Linked DNA regions of Mus musculus: regions 2 and 3 are each linked to region 1. A link is a contact called in public Hi-C data. All regions are on one chromosome and are shown on one strand. The core of a region is the stretch at or near the end of the contact, and the rest is flanking DNA. Distances in the headings are between cores, read along the strand shown. Region 1 overlaps Zfp462 (zinc finger protein 462). Region 2 has its middle 19 kb from the start of Gm33840. Region 3 has its middle 61 kb from the start of Tmem38b.

Region 1 (2,855 bases), core at 134-2,633:
AGGCTCCATGACCGGAGTTTGATCCCTGGAGCCCACATAGTGGGAGACAAAAACCACCAACTCCTGCAAATTGTGCTTGGACCTCCACGTGTACAACTCTCTCACACATACGATAAATAAACACATGTAATAATAACTAATGATAAGAAAAGCAAGCATGTCCCCAGCCACTGACAGATCCTGGCCAACCGCCCAGTATTTATTTCTCAACCGGTGATATTCACAAGTACTGGGATACGCAGACATTTCTGAATGGGTCTGGTGTACACAGCAAATATTGGTCTAGCTGTTTTCTTCACTCCTGTGATGCTGCCACATGTGAGGGGCCTTATACACATGGATTGGCTAGCGAATTGTTTATAAGCCACACCTCCTGGCAAGCTCAAAGATGAGGGTTTACGTGGCCTTTGTGCTGTCCTTAGTCCTAAGCCCAGATGTCTTTCATTAGCCCACTGAGGGCCAAGTCTTCACACGGATAGTAAGTAGCAGACTACACAGTTCTGAAAAAAGGGTGGAGCTTGGGGAAACGTGATCATTTTCATCTCTGATTACCGTGGGCCCCTCAGCAGATTAGACGTCACAGGAAGACAACTTCTGATTGAAATGCCCCATATTTCATGAAATCTTCCAGACATTAGCTAGGACTCTGGGATGCCTTCATCCACTTCACAAGAAAGCTACGTGAACAGGGCCAGTTCTCACAAAAGACAAGGCATTCTCTCACAAATTAAGAAGATCACCACACAAGCCATTAAAAATAATTGCACAGACTATCTTCCTTGATTCTTTTCACTGGAAATGACACAGCGCCATCTGGTCTGCGCATTAATTCCTTAGCAGGGATTATCTTGGGCAAGAAATCAACAGAATGCCTTCCTGACTCCTCCTAGTTGCATAATGAGAGGGGGCAGGGTGGGCGGCGTTCTGCTTGGGTTCCTTTCAATTTCTTCGTGCGTGCGTGGCTTCTCTCTGAAATTCCCAGGCTGATCTTGCTGTGTGTCTATTCTGAGTACAGTCCTCAGCTCTCATGTCTGGGAAGGAACTGGGGAACAGGAAGGCCATGAACTCCCCAACCAAAGGTGTCTATATGAACGTCCAAATGATTCACAAGGAGAATGGAGCTGGTACTTGATCCTCTGCCCTCAGGAAACATGAAGCCGGTCATCTATTGTCTCCAAGGGCACATGCTAAGCTTCATCCTCACAGAAGAAGCCAGTCTACCTGTCACATCTCAAATCACTCTCCCTCAGCCTGAGAGCTGAGCTAATAGCCCCTCGTGCACTCTGCCAGAAGCCAGGATGTCTGGCAAAAACACCCCAGGCTATTGTTGGCCCTGTCTTCTTGGCAACAATCTACTGAGGTGGTGGAAGATTGATTCTAGGTTGTTTCCAAAGAGAAGGAGATAGGACAAAGGGAACCGTTCTTGCAAGGATGTGTGACAGGGAAGGGACAGTTTCAGCTTGCAATTCCCAAGGTACTCAAGTCAGTCCCTCATACACAACTTGTCTACCCAAGGAGGAGTTTTTCTTCTTTTGTTTAGGTCTCTGGATGTAGACATGACACTTTCAGAGGGAAGTAGAAGCCAGGCTGTTCGCCCTAATTCCATCTCGTGTGAAGCCGAAAGCCCAGTGGATAGACTGAGATCAAGCTGGACAAGCAGGAAGATGTGCTTGCTACCTCACATATTTCAGACGCGGTGTTTTCTCATGGCCTAAGCTTGTTTTATTTGTTTTGGGGGAGAGCATTGGGAAATGGAGGGCTCTGGAATGCTGATGGCTTCAGAAATAGCCTAGGCGTAGCCTTAGACATGAAGAAAGTCAAAATATCCAAGAAGGAATCTTTTATCTCATCAAGAGGGACAAGCAGAGCCCGAGTACCAGGAAGAAAAAGAAGCTTTTGTAGACTCACTCAGAAGCATCCTGTCTCCCTCTCCCTGAGGACAGCCAAAACAGTGAAGAGATGTTAAGGATTTGTTGTGAAGAACATATTTGTTAAAAGGTTAAAAAAAAAAGAAGGAAAGAAGGAAGGAAGGAAGGAAGGAAGGAAGGAAGGAAGGAAGGAAGGAAGGAAGGAAGGAAGGAAGGAAGGAAGGAAAAGAAATAAGGCATACTTCTGAGATCACAAGCATTTCCCTTATAAGAAATGGCCCTGAGTCAACCTACAGGAGAGGCTTTTGTTTTATGCAGTCTTGCAGGTTGACCACAGCAAGCAGCTTTTGACAAGTTAGCACGTTTTGGCTGTAAGCCTTGGCTCTCTATGTTAGTTGGAGATTGAAGGACCCAACTAGATCCCTTGATTATCACAGTGGGAGGGTAGGGACAAAAAAAACCACAGAAGAAAATGGCCTCAGGAAGACCTGCTCAGGTCTGCTAGATATTCTGCCATGGGGCCTTAGTCTAGCCCAAGGGCTAGTGCATTTCATGACTAGCGTCTCTTTAAAAAAAGAACACGTTAGCACTCTAAGGGGTTGAAGATGTGTGTAGTGTTAAGAGATCTGCTCTGGAACAACAAGACTGAGATTTACCCTTCAGTGGGTTTATTATCTATCTTCTTACCTTACTTTAGATAGGTTTTAAGTTTGTCAGAACTCTTATTTATTAGGTCCATGTCTTGGATGCCATGCCATTTAATTAATGTTTTTGGCACTCTTAAAATCCACGGCCTCTCACACCACAGGCAAGAATTTTATCACTGAGTTACATCTACCCTTCGCTTTCCATTGTAACGTCAAGGTAACTAGAAAAGACCCCATATAGCCATAACAACCTAGAGTGAACACGATAAGAAGTTCGAGGCACTCCATTCCGTGACTTTAAGATACTTAAGGAAAGACAAGGTCACCAAAACAGCTTGAC
Region 2 (3,024 bases), core at 506-3,005, 1.1 Mb after region 1:
TTACTGTATAAGTCTGAGGACTGGTGTTTGGCTCTCCAGAATCCATGTGGATTCTGCCAATGCCAAGTGGGCTTGATGACCCACTTATAATTCCAGCCTAAAGAAGAGGACACTGGGGACCCTCCCCCCATGGAGTAAGGAGTAAGATGATAGACATCCCGTGGGGTTCTTGGTTTGATTGAGAGACCCTGCCTCATAGAAGAAGGTGAAAGAGCAATTGTAATAATTCCTGACATCAACCTTCAACCTTTACATGCACACAGAGCCTTGTGCATAAAAATCTGCATGTGCGCACGCGCGTGTGCGCGCGCGCGCACACACACACACACACACAGAAAGAGAGAGAGAGAGAGAGAGAGAGAGAGAGAGAGAGAGAGAGAGAGATATCAAGTATTCACCACAAGCAGGCACAGATGGTAAACAGATAAAAATGGACTCAAATTTATCTTCAAAGAAAAGAACTTCTACAATTAATTAGAGCTCAGGTCCAGAATTTCATCCAATATCCTTCCTTTTAATTTTATTTTATTTTATTTTATATTATTTTATTTGTTGTAGGTCTTTTGAGGCAGGGTCTCAGCTAGCCTCAAATTCACTATGTAAAAGAATAAACTTGAACGTCTAACCTTCCTCCTCACTATAAGTGAGCCACCACACCTGGTTTATGCAGAGCTGGCAAGCAAACCCAAGGCTCCAAGCATGCTAAGCAATCACTCTAGCGAAGGAGTAATATCCCCAGCCCAACAGACAACAACTTCTTCCCATTCCCCTCCATGCACTGCCCTGAGCTATATCCAGAGGTCCCAAGGTTTGGCAGGTAATTGATAGAAGAACCACAGGATTGCCCACTGAATCTGGTTTTTCTGGTGCAGCCTCCAAGGGTCTACTTCCTACCATTCTTAGAGTTCTCGCTTCCTTTAGACTCCTTCTAACTCCAACCAGCATATATTTAGTCCAAAACTTGGCTGCAAGCTCCATGCATCCCATTCAACCTCCTCTAGGTACTACTACTCTGAGATGCTCACCAGGTCATCAACAAGCACCCATCCTGACTCAGCCCCTGGATGGAGCACTAAAGATCAGGATGGATGGATTATAAAGACCCTCTCTGCTCACAGCCACACGTGAGGATTAACCTCGGTGATAGACAATTCGAGCAGCATGTGCTAATGGAGCCTCTTAGTATTCTCATAGACCTCACAAGCAGCTTGGTGGGTCCAACTTCCCTTCTCAAGCCCAACTGTTCAAAGACCCAGTAATCATGACCTGATAGAGACTAGCTAGCTGCCTGTGGACACTTGGGATGCTCTTTTTATGAGAGGTGTGTGTTAGTTCTCCGCCTTCCAAGCAGAAAAACTCCATCTTCCTCTCTTGCTTGGTCCTGGTGCCACTTTTAAGCAAGGGTGAACAGACATGCCTGGCGCTTTCTTCAGTCCATTCTGTGGTGCCGATTCTTTGCCCACAACCCTCCTTAGCTCAGTACAGATCAGCGCTTGCCTATGTGGCTACTGACCAACCACACCGGTGCAACTGAGAGACAGGCACAGAGCCAGGAGCACCGCAGGAGCTCAATAGCCCCGCCCACAGCCCAACACTACCACTCTCGGGGCCGTTCTGTCTCACTATCCCTCAGGACAGAAGCCTTGAGAGAGGAAGCCAAACCATGAAAAGATTCTTGGAGTTGTGGGAAGGAGAAGGCTGGATGAGCAAAGCCGACCTTGTCCCCAGAGCCTAGCACACGGTGCTCAGGGGCCACCTGCTGGCAGTTAGGGGCATATGTGACTTTGGGGGAGGAGCTCTTCAAGCCCAGCGCTCCTGTGCATGCACACAGGTGCTACAAACATGTCACACACACACACACACACACACACACACACACACCACAAATCTTACACATACAAACACTTATGTGCTTATACAGAACTATGTAAGATCATGCATACACACACATGAAGCCCTTAGCTTAAGAATGCAAATACGCAGACATAACACAATGCCCTATACTAATGTGTGTGCCTCTACTTACATACCCCAAAACACAAGCACACACATACACAAGTATGTATATGCATACCCTGGTCCCTGGTTTAGCCCCTCTCTCTACATGGCCTCTTTTGTAAGGTCAACCTTCCCAGATATGCCCAGTGAAGACAGAAGTCTCAGCGCTCACCCTGCACTGAGGAGTCCCATCTCGACCACTCTCCCTACCTTTTACCATCAGTCCATCCCTCCCCTCCCCCTTAATTCCAAAGGACCAATCATAACCCCAGAAAACTTAAAAGTATTTCAATGACTTTTGATTCTAAAGACCAAAACCAAAATCCTAATTTCTGTTTTGAATATGACCTACCTCTCCAGGATCAGGGCTCACCTCTTGACCTTCAGTGTCCCAGTTCTTCCCTGGCTGTGTTCGTCCCTCAATCAGCCACACCTTCTCCAAACTCAGACGTTTTGAATCTGTGCTTTCTACTACCCAGTCTCCTGTCCAGTCCCTGAAAGGCCTCCTTCCACTCTCTCTCAATGACACTTCTCCTTGGATGCCTTTTTATGCCCTAACATCCTCTTTGTGGGGGAGCTGTCTATCACACAGTATTGCTATTTATACTATTTAGTGATTTGCCTCTTTCTGCTCTGTCCCTTAAACTCCAAACTCGAAAAGGGCACGGAGGGACTTTGTCCCTTAATAATGTTTTTATATCAAGTTTCTACAGGTTGTGTATGCTACATTCGCTGATGATATATCAACCAAATCTTACTCCAAACGCATCTCCAATTCAACATACTCATGTCCCAGAGAGAGGTCGTAAGGATGGCACATCCTAACACAGCACAGGGCCACAAATTAAAGCCAGCACGTAGTCCTGTGTTGTATGTTAGTCCCTGTTCTGAATTCAAGCGATCTCATCATTTGATTGGTCTCAGGACTCAGAAGACCTGACTGGACATTTGTCCCTACCTTGACAAACCTGTGTCATTGTCTTCCTTGACCAAAACTTAACTATCTGATTGTTAAAGGCAGTGTTT
Region 3 (2,924 bases), core at 286-2,785, 1.2 Mb after region 1:
TTTTCAGAGCCCTACAGATCACTCTGATCCCCTTCCGATTCAAGCATCGATGATCTTAACACTATGAAATGATTTCTTTAGACACAGGATCTCACACAGTCCAGAATGGCTTCACACTTGACTTGTAGCCAGAGATGTCTTTGAACTCTCAATCCCCCGACTCCACCTTCCTAGGGCTGGGGTTACCGGTGTGTACCACCACGCCTAGTTTATGGGTTCTGTGACTCAAACCCCCAAGCTTCAGGCACTGAAGACAAGCACTCTGCAGACTAAGCTACATCCCCAGCCCAGTATGAACTGATACAAGATGACTCATTAATTGACTGCTGTAGTGTTATCTTTCCTTTCTTAATTTTCTGTTTCCCTAATACATTTTGGCATTTTATTTGTGTATGTAAGGTTTGACTAAGTATGTTAAACATATTAGCACACCACTGTATTCTTATTTGGTGATCTAATTGAAGAGAATATTAACTTAATTTAAATATATAAAAACTGCCCACGAGTCTTCTCATATGCTTTATGCTTGGTCACTGTCACATTATCTTATTCTTTCTGAGTTTTATTTCTTTAATATTTCCTGCCCGTTCTAATTTTCCCAGTGAGCTGCTCTATGCCTTAACCTCCCGCAAATATTTGGAGCTCCAGTAGTTAATTGCATCCAAAACTTTCAAAATCTGTATTTATTTATCAACTATAAAGACTGCAATTTTTACTCTGGTCTATTGAAAAAAACTGTAGAAATTAAAAGCTGCATTCTCCCTTCCCTCCAGACTTTTCTCGATGCTGCCCTTTATTTTGAAAGGGACAATATTTTCCCCTTTAAAGAAGTATCATTTCTTTTTCTTTTAAAGATTTATTTATTTATTACCTGTAAGTACACTGTAGCTGTCTTTAGACATCTCAGAAGAGGGCATCAAATCTCACTATGGATGGTTGTGAGCCACCATGTGGTTGCTGGGATTTGAACTCAGGACCTTCAGAAGAACAGTCAGTGCTCTTAACCGCTGAGCCATCTCTCCAGCCCTGAAATATCATTTCTTTACATATAACCTTTACCTCCCCTACAACTGTATTGCTAAATTATGTTTAGTAAGTTCAGAGTTCACTGCAGGAAGATTCACATTTCTTGCACCTCACTGCCTTGCTAAGCTGTAGTGTATAGCTATAGTGTATACATGGGGCATTTGATATGTATATATGTATGTATGTATGTATGTAAGAATGTACACTTGCAAATGTGTGTGATATCAGTGTGTGCAAGTTCAAACTCCTTTACATGCATAGGCCAAAGGAGGGTGTCAGAGGTCCTATTCTAGCACTCTCCACCTTATCCTCTTGTGACAGGGTCTCTTGCTGATCCTGGATACTGTAGTCCTTTAGGTAGGCTGTCTAGCCAGCGGACATCAACAACACCCTGGTCTCTGCCACCCAGGTTTTTTTTTTTTCTGCTCCTATTGTTTTTCACTTCCATGTCTCTTTTTATTTTCCTACTCTCTTTCCTCCCCTTAACAGACTGGACCATTTAATGGAAGAAAGTATCCACATGATTCTTATTAGGAATTGATATTTTAATGTTCCTTTCACTTTTAAGACCTATTTCGGAGGGAGGCGAACATGCTTTGCTGCGTCCGGCACATCGCCATGCCTCCTGGGCTGCAGAATTACTCCATAAACTTTGCATTGATTTTCCTAGGCTCTAACTTTAGGAGCGAGCTTTATTTGTCCAGTACTGAAGCTTTGCCAAGAAAGAACCAGTCTGGGAATCGTCAGAGACGACGTGAGAGGGTAGTGAAAGAAAGGGTCTTCTCGAATCCTTTACTTCCTGTCTTCAGATCCAAAGGAAGAAAAATGCCTCTGACTAAAATTGGAGCGTTTAACCCAGAGAATTGAAGGAATGCCTTGAAGGACTCACACAGGCAAAAGAATCAAACAGGCAAAGATTTCCTGCTATGCCCTCCTCAAACGCATCCCCAGTCCCACGGTGGCTTGGAGCCAGAAGGAAGCGAACGTAAAGCCCAAGGCATCGAGTCAGTGCCCCTGCCGTAGCACAGGCTGCACTTAAACCCAGACTGCCTGACACCCACTCTCAAGCCAGCGCTTCCAGGCACAGCGGTCAGCAATATCCATTCACATCACTCCTGCAGGGGCAGCTACGGCTGTGCAGAGGACCCGCCTTCATTCCAGAAGCAGTCAACTTCTTCCTGGCCCTCCCTGGGTGCCTCTTGATTCTAGTATTCTCTTAGCACTTCATAAGAACGTTCTCTTGGAATTCACATCTCTGGTATTCCTTTCAAGTTATCCTCTTCTCCCTAAATTACCACAGCATTCACTAGGTCAGACCTTTCTCGGCCATTCTCTTCATGACCCTGGTGGTCACTGAAGCTTACACTTCAGAAGAAAGGTCTACTGTAAGGAGATTCATGAAGAGATAGGCTGATCTGCCTCTTGCGTGAGGTGGAGGGGGACTGTGAGATTAGGGGTGCTTATTCACCAGCCAGCCTCTGGGAAGGATTTAAGGATGGGGAGCAGGTGGAAGGCACCATCCTTGATGCCCTCTGACCCCACTGACCCCTGCCTGCAGCAAGAAGTCTATTCTGGGTTACCATACTGACAGTGTGCCCGCTTACACTCCGATTTGCTGAAATTTTTTAGGAGATATTCTTCTTCCATCAGTTTTGGATAGAAAAGAACCCCATTGCTTAGAGGGATGCCTGTGAGGAAGGAGCAGAGATTAGAAACAAAAACAAGGCGCCACATCCCGATCAGTTTGCTCAGCATCTCCATGGTACTGTGGACTCTGAACGATGAAAGTTCTCACACTCCCCAGGTAAACTTGATCCCACCTCAAAGCTTGCCTCTATTCAACGTCACCACCACGGGCAGCAAGGGACACTGGTCCTCTCCAACTGGGCTTGCTCTTA

What was found. Hi-C and Micro-C count contacts between places; a contact is called where the count stands out from the background.
Region 2: a Hi-C map of the N1E-115 cell line shows a contact between it and region 1, with 4 times the contacts expected there. The contact joins two enhancer-like sites. A contact is called at or near these places in 1 of 15 datasets of contacts at CTCF or cohesin (large pre-B cells) and 3 of 484 Hi-C or Micro-C datasets (the N1E-115 cell line, cerebral cortex and pre-B cells).
Region 3: a contact with region 1 is called in a Hi-C map of the N1E-115 cell line, with 4 times the contacts expected there. The contact joins two enhancer-like sites. A contact is called at or near these places in 2 of 15 datasets of contacts at CTCF or cohesin (the NIH/3T3 cell line and pro-B cells), 1 of 484 Hi-C or Micro-C datasets (the N1E-115 cell line), 1 of 115 datasets of contacts at active chromatin or transcription factors (embryonic stem cells) and 1 of 9 other capture datasets (embryonic stem cells).

What each region holds. Positions count from the first base shown.
Region 1 is chr4:55,075,744-55,078,598 of GRCm38.p6, reverse strand. All of the region lies in intron 11 of Zfp462 (zinc finger protein 462), which reads right to left. Among named protein-coding and RNA genes, the nearest start is that of Gm42289, 8.0 kb to the right of the region's middle. Within about 2 kb of position 1,383, at least 54 of the 459 cell types and tissues checked have an H3K27ac peak or open chromatin away from gene starts, as enhancers often do. A contact at or near this core is called in the N1E-115 cell line and cerebral cortex, where this site is marked.
Region 2 is chr4:53,930,317-53,933,340 of GRCm38.p6, reverse strand. No RefSeq gene overlaps it. Among named protein-coding and RNA genes, the nearest start is that of Gm33840, 19 kb to the left of the region's middle. Within about 2 kb of position 1,755, at least 34 of the 459 cell types and tissues checked have an H3K27ac peak or open chromatin away from gene starts, as enhancers often do. A contact at or near this core is called in the N1E-115 cell line and cerebral cortex, where this site is marked.
Region 3 is chr4:53,885,737-53,888,660 of GRCm38.p6, reverse strand. It overlaps the pseudogene Gm12468. Among named protein-coding and RNA genes, the nearest start is that of Tmem38b, 61 kb to the right of the region's middle. Within about 2 kb of position 1,535, at least 16 of the 459 cell types and tissues checked have an H3K27ac peak or open chromatin away from gene starts, as enhancers often do. A contact at or near this core is called in the N1E-115 cell line, where this site is marked.